Regions from separate parts of the Canis lupus genome. Here region 2 is linked to region 1. The links are chromatin contacts, called in public Hi-C maps. All regions are on one chromosome and are shown on one strand. Each heading gives the region's core, a stretch centred on a gene start, on an enhancer-like site or on the middle of the called end of the contact. The rest is flanking DNA. Distances are from core to core; before and after follow the strand shown. Region 1 overlaps DOP1B (protein dopey-2). Region 2 holds the start of MORC3 (MORC family CW-type zinc finger protein 3).

Region 1 (3,218 bases), core at 11-2,510:
ATAAGTGGGAAAACTGGCCAAGAATTTCTTTAGCCATTTTTATAGCTGGTACATGGCACAGGGGAGCCTCTACAGACACGTCTGTGCTAAGAAGGCCTATTAGGGCTCCTCCCCAGCCAGTGTGTTCAGGGCCCTGGTCCTTTATCATTCCAGAAATGAAAATCAGCTACGTGCTTCAGTGGTAAGGGGTCCTAAATAGTGAAACTCCTACTGCCCTCAGTCAGCTCTCTTCTAATGGGGAAAAGAAGATAAGCCAGCCTAAAAATTAACACCATGAGGCCAGATTATGGAACTGCTGAAGCACAAGGAATCGGATGTAAAATGCACAGGGGTGACATCCATGGCATTTGTCGGGCCTCCCGCGAATGCCGGGTATAGTCTTGCTGCCTTCACTCTTGCACATAAAAATTAAAGTAGTCAACCCCGAAGAGAGGAGCAGGGGTGAAAGAGCCATCAGATTCTTGGTGACTTCACATTTTATAACCCTGAACAAGTCTCAAGTGTCAGGAAAGTGACCCTGCACACTGGTGGTCACTTCCTATGAGCAGAGCCGGAGTGAGCTGTCCGCCAGGAGGAGCCTCTGCGACAGGTTTTCTATGCACAGCAGACAGTTCTAGTTTTGTTCCTTCACATCACTTGAATTTCTACAAATATCTGCCACTCCTGGGCTGAAAAAACAAACACACACACACTAGATCTCATCTGGCTGGCTGGTTTTTGGCTGTTTGAGTAACAGAATTGTGTTTCACAACTCGTTTAATTAGCTCAACTTGTATAATTTCTACAAACAGCTTTTTATAAGCAAGGAAGGGGGAAAATTTTCAAAGCCAGTTTCTAAGTAGTTGCAGCCACTTGGGATTCAGGGAAGTTGTCTGGTCTGAGTTTAAGGGAATTCCTTGAGCTAAGAATTAAAAGTTTTTATCATCTGTTGTCTGTAGCCAATTGCACACCCTCATGAGGGTCAACAGGCCACCACCTTGTTTAGGGAAGTTCAGCTACGATGCCACATTTTCCCTGAATATTTATTAAAAGCCTGGTGTGGACTCTCCCGGGGAAGTCTGCTAAGAGGGACAGTCATGTTTGGGGACCTCATAGCATACGTTTGTTTTGTTATGCTGGGGGGGGTGGGGATGGGGTCATGGGTGTTACTGTATTTGAAAAGCTCAGGCTAAAACCCTTTGCTTTATGAGACAGTTTCATTTTCTCTTGTGATTCTTCTTCTAACTTCATTTCCTACCAACCTGGAGTAACTGGTTTCACTTTTGTTTTCAGAAAGCGCCCCTTGTGGATATCCCTGTGTTGCAGTTTTGCTACGCTTTCATCCAGAGGTAATGCAGCCCTTCCCAAAGGCTTCTCAATTAGAGATGCTCTTGCAGGGATTCCAAGCAGAACCCTGGTTGTACTTGACCCCTGGAGAAAATACCGTGACGGTGTCTTACTTTCCTCCTGAGGAGAGAGAATGCCCTGATGCTCTTACTTCTTTTGCAGAGATCTGATCTCACTTTGTCCCAGTGCTGTACGTTGAATGTTTTATGTTCAGTGTTGAACGTGTTGAAGACTTCTTTTAGAAAAAGGAAAAATGATTCTTTTGGGTGCTGTCCCCAGCACCTTCCCGTGGCTTCTGCTGGGGTGTCCTGAGCTTACTGGCACTTTTCTGGAGCCTCTGCTGCAGGAGGCAGTGAGGCAGAGCCCCCATGTGGTTCTCCACAGTAGAGAGGAAGCCTTCCTGGGCTCTTGGGTCTGACACGGGCACATCCAGGTGCAGCTCGCAGGCCTCCACCATCCAGGGCCGTCTCTGTTGCAGTAACTAGGGGCAGGTGGGGGGCAGAAGCCCCTTCTCAGGGAAGTCTCCAAATCCTCACGGGTGTGGAGTTACACAATCAGGCAATCTGACAACCAGGGACAAGCTCCTTGGTTAGCCCAGTTCCCATTTCATGCTTCTTCCAACTCCCCATGCCCTGAGGTTGCAGGAGGGTAGGTAGAGAGAGTCATAATCCCTGCAGTCCCTGGCTCTGGGCTCTAGTTTGGACCAGCTGTTGATGCTTCACCCACAAGCATCGCCCCAGTTCTTTTTCCAGGAGTTAAAGAGCTGATCACACATCTCTCCTGGTGAGAGCTGCCATGCATCGTGATGCTAGCAAGCGTCTGTTGCAGCGGTCTGAGTGACACGGGAGCTCTCGGAACAGCTGCACGTTAGGTTTTTACCCTCCTCCTCTTGCAGAGGAGGCACTGCCAGTGTCACTCAGGAGGCAGTACATCAAGCACCAGGACTTGAACCCGGGGCCCTCGGGCTGTGGCTAAGCCGCAGCATATTGTACTATGCGGGCCTCGTCTGGAAAGCTGCCCAGGATCAGCTTCCTGGTGGGGGACCTTGTGATGTGACCCAAGGACTGACTCCGGTACCAACAACACTGGGGAGGCCAGATATGCAAGCCAGACAGATCCAAGGGATCAGAAGCCCTCTGGTTTGAGGCCTTTCTCTGATAGACCGGAAACCAGGAGCATCTGACTTGTCAGCAGCAGGCTTTCTAGTCTCCAGGCTCCCAAGTTCTTGCCAGAATACAAAAATTTAGCTTGTGCATTATTTTAACTTAGAAAAGAACAAACAAGTTAGTCAGATATGCCATCTTCCCTCTGCTTTCCAACTGCCTGGATCTGAAATGTGCTCATGATAACGTGTTTTAACTTGTTCACATGTTCACAGTTGGGTGGGTTTTTTTTTTTTTTTTTTTCCTTTTTCCTTTTTTTTTTTTTTTAAATAGGCTCCCAGTGACAGCCTTGCAGGAGAACTTTCCTTCATTGTTGGGCGTGTTAAAGGAATCTGTACAGTTGAATCTCGCTCCCCCCGGATACTTTCTACTTCTCAGGTATTGTGGCCCACCAGTCCGGTCACCGTGTTATTCTGCCCCAAGGTACCTTGTTTCTGCAGCGCTCCTAGTCTGACGCTGATTGTCTCCCAACAGCATGCTCAATGACTTCGTGACGAGAACTCCCAACGTGGAAAGCAAGAAGGACCAAAAAGACCTGCAGGTCTGTGTACAGAGTCTAGCAGATGCAACTGTTCCAGGAATAGTGCCCGCCTTTAGAGGAGGTGCTGGGGGAATGTCAGCACTGTGCAGGATCATTCCTTAGATTTGCAATTGTTCTCGCATCTGGCTTCCTCTGTTGCTGTCTGGGGAGGGCTTGATAGACCTGGGCCACAGGCTCCTGCCAAAGCT
Region 2 (3,257 bases), core at 688-3,187, 36 kb after region 1:
CAAAAGTCCACTGGAGTAAACTGGGAGTTCAAAATATAGTGGCTTCTTGGCTGAGCTGTTTCAGAGGTGTGGGAGATAAGGGTTTCTTCTTTCCCCCAGAGGATAGTAAAGTAGCACCAAGGAGCAAAGTCAAGTCCGGGTAATGTTAAATTGATCTCTTCCTGTTAGGTCTGTGATTGATAAGGATTGATAAGGATTGGTAGCATAGGAGAGAGGTTCCCCTGTGGAAGCTGGAACCCCACTTTAGTGAAGTTTCCGGTTATTAATTTTCACACAAGCCAAAGAGCAAAATTCAAAATTCCAATTACAGTTTCTTTCTTTTCTTTCTTCTTCTTTCTTTCTTTCTTTCTTTCTTTCTTTCTTTCTTTCTTTCTTTCTTTCTTTCTTTTTTCTTTCTTTCTTTTTCTTTCTTTCTTTCCTTCCTTCCTTTCTTTCTTTCTTCTTTCCTTTTCTTTTCTTTTTAATATTGCATTTATTTATTTGAGAGAGAGTACAGAGAGAGAGAAAAAACACACAAGCAGGGGGAGGGGCAGAGGGAGAGGAAGAAACAGACTCCATGCTGAGCAGGGAGCAGAATGCAGGGCTCAATCCCAGGACTCAGATCAATCCCAGGACTCAAAGATCATGACCTGAGCCAAAAGCAGGCCCTTAACCAAGTGAGCCACCCAAGCACCCCCCAAGTACATTTTCTACAGAATGCATATCATTTCTACACCATGGTAAAAATGACAAATCCTAAGCAGAATTATGGCAAGTGGGGAGACCATCTGAATTGGAAATAATAATTTAGCATATAGGCTAGATTAATGTATAACAAATTGTTTATATGTTCTCGTGAAGAGATTGGGGGTAAATTTCATGTTTTATATTTCCATATTATTTGAATTCTTACCGCTGGCTGGCTCAGGTCATGATCCCAGGGCCCTGGGATCCAGTCCCACCTAAGGCTCCCTGCTCAGCGGGGAGCCTATTTCTTCCTCTCCCTCTCCCACTCCCAGTGCTTGTGCTCTTTCAGTCTCTCAGTCAAATAAATAAATAAAGTCATCAAAAAAGTTTTATCACAGTAAAAAATGCAATAGGTGGAGAGTGGGTGGGAGAAATCTGTTAAGTGGTTTGGCTTTTTTAGTAATAAATAAATAAATAAATAAATAAATAAATAAATGAAACAAAAACCAGTGTTGGAGGCCTAACATGTGCTTAAACTTCCCCCCAAAAAATCAGGACAAATAAAGAGATAAAAGGAAAAAACAAAAAGCAAAAAGCCCAAAATGGGCATTTAAAAAAAACAAACAAAAAGCCTTTCCATCATCCTGTCTTCCCTGCAGTGGGAAACAGCCCTAGACTGGGTTCTGCATCCTACTCGCTTAGCCCAATACCCGGCTGCACGTCGACCCTAAGTGTGCATGAGCGGAAGGCCTCTTCCCCAGGACCGAGGATGGGGACTTCCAGCGCGAACCCAAAATGCACAAAATCTACACTTTTCGTTAACAGGGTTTCTTCTTCTTCTTTTTTTTTTTAAGTTTATTATTATTATTATTTTTTAATTTATTTTTTATTGGTGTTCAATTTACTAACATACAGAATAACCCCCAGTGCTATTATTTTTTAAAAATTTCTTGGTTAACAAGGTTTCAAATCACATTGACACAGGTGGGCAAGGGATGGCTCCCCCCCCCTCCCCCACTGAGGACACCTTTCGGGGCTCGGAACTCCGGACCCTCCAGGTGTCAAGTCCAGGTCACGCCGTGACCCCCTCGCGCCCGCCGGCCTCACGCATGCGCCCTTGCCCCGCAGGGCCCAACGCTGCTCCCCAGTTCCTCCCGCAGCCGCGCCGCTCGCTCCCCGCTCCCCCCCGCCCCCCTGCACCGCCGCCGCCGCCGCCGCCGCCGCCCTGCTAATACAACTGTGCCTGAGGCGGAAGTGGGGGGGGCGGGGCCGCCGCGCGCCCCGCCCCGGAAGTGGGCGGGCCCAGCGGGCCCCACAGTCGTCCCGGCCGCCTCCCAGTCGGGTTGCGGCCGAGGCCGGTCCTGGCTTTGTAGCTCGCTCAAGATGGCGGCGCAGCCACCCAGCGGGATCCGCCTCAGCGCGGTGAGCAGCCGCGAGGGGTGGAGCGGGCCGTGTCCCAGGAGGGCGGGCAGGCGGGCAAGCGAGGGGGGGCCGAGTGGGCGGCGGCGGCTCGTCGGCGCGGCGGCTGGGGCCGCGGCGGGGCCGGGGGAAGGGGCGGCCATCGCGCTGCCGTCGGCGGAGCGGCTCGGCGGCGGGCAGGGCCGGGCTGCGCCCCGCGCCCTCCGCGCTCGGTTTCTGTTTTGCCCCCGCGGCTTCGGGGCGGGCCGGGGCCGCGGCCCCTCCTCCCGGCTCCTTCCTGGCTGCCGCGCAGCTGTCGTGGGAGGGCGAGGGCGAGGCCTCGGCGGCCGCGCCGCCCGCCGCCCGCCGCCCGGCCCGCGGGGGCCCCGACCCACCCGGCCTGCGGGCCCGCGGGGCTGCCCGGAGCGGGGAGCGCGAGCGGCGGGGCGCGGCCGGAGGCGCCGGGCGGCCTTGACCTCCGGGCGGCGCGGCGCGTTGCGGCGGCTCTTCCCCGCGCGTCCCCAGCGCCGCGCGCTGCCCTCCGGCGAGGCCCGGGCTCCCCCGTCGGGTCTGCCCCGGGGCGCCCTTGGAGGCCCCCCCGTCCCCCGCCCGCCTTCCTAGTGTGCACGAGTCTTAACGTCGCACTTCGAGGAGTTACAACCCCACCTCGGAAAACGTGGGCGTGGCCTTCGCACCTGATTATCCTTTAAGCAAGTTGCTGGCGGTTCATGCAGAAGTGCTGACCTCGTCTTCCTCCGGGGGTTCGGGGTTAACCCCGGAGCCCCCGCCGGAGAATCGTTAAAAATGGAACCATCCGGTGGGGATACCGTCGCTTTAAAAAATGGTGCATTGCCCTGTGACTTCTTCCACACCTGGTAGTGTTGTTGCACTTTTAGCCGTTTTCCTGTAGGATGAATGTGAAATGTGTCAGGGCGTATTTTTTGCATTTCCTTGGAAGTTATTCACATTTAACTCTTTTTTTTTTTTTTTTTTAATCTATTCGTGTCCTTTGCCCACTTTTTTCTATTTTCTCTTAGATCTTTATTGACCGATAAACCTTCTCTAAGCTGTACTGAATAAAGGTCCTTTGTTACATAACTGGCTTATTGAGTATTTAGTAGTTTGAATATAGAGGACAACTTTATTCTTTTCTTAACCGTTGGCTTTAAATACTGATGGTTCTCTTCCACGCT

The links. Hi-C and Micro-C count contacts between places; a contact is called where the count stands out from the background.
Region 2: a contact with region 1 is called in a Hi-C map of blood, with 5 times the contacts expected there. The contact joins the promoter of MORC3 here to the enhancer-like site in region 1. A contact is called at or near these places in 4 of 9 Hi-C or Micro-C datasets (amygdala, blood and liver).

What each region holds. Positions count from the first base shown.
Region 1 is chr31:31,184,336-31,187,553 of UU_Cfam_GSD_1.0, forward strand. DOP1B (protein dopey-2) reads left to right here. Exons shown (of 37, transcript XM_038581446.1): 24 at 1,273-1,328; 25 at 2,763-2,867; 26 at 2,964-3,030. Among named protein-coding and RNA genes, the nearest start is that of MORC3, 35 kb to the right of the region's middle. Within about 2 kb of position 1,261, at least 8 of the 20 cell types and tissues checked have an H3K27ac peak or open chromatin away from gene starts, as enhancers often do. A contact at or near this core is called in blood and liver, where this site is marked.
Region 2 is chr31:31,219,174-31,222,430 of UU_Cfam_GSD_1.0, forward strand. MORC3 (MORC family CW-type zinc finger protein 3) reads left to right here and starts at 1,938. Exons shown (of 17, transcript XM_038581448.1): 1 at 1,938-2,088. The coding sequence starts at 2,050.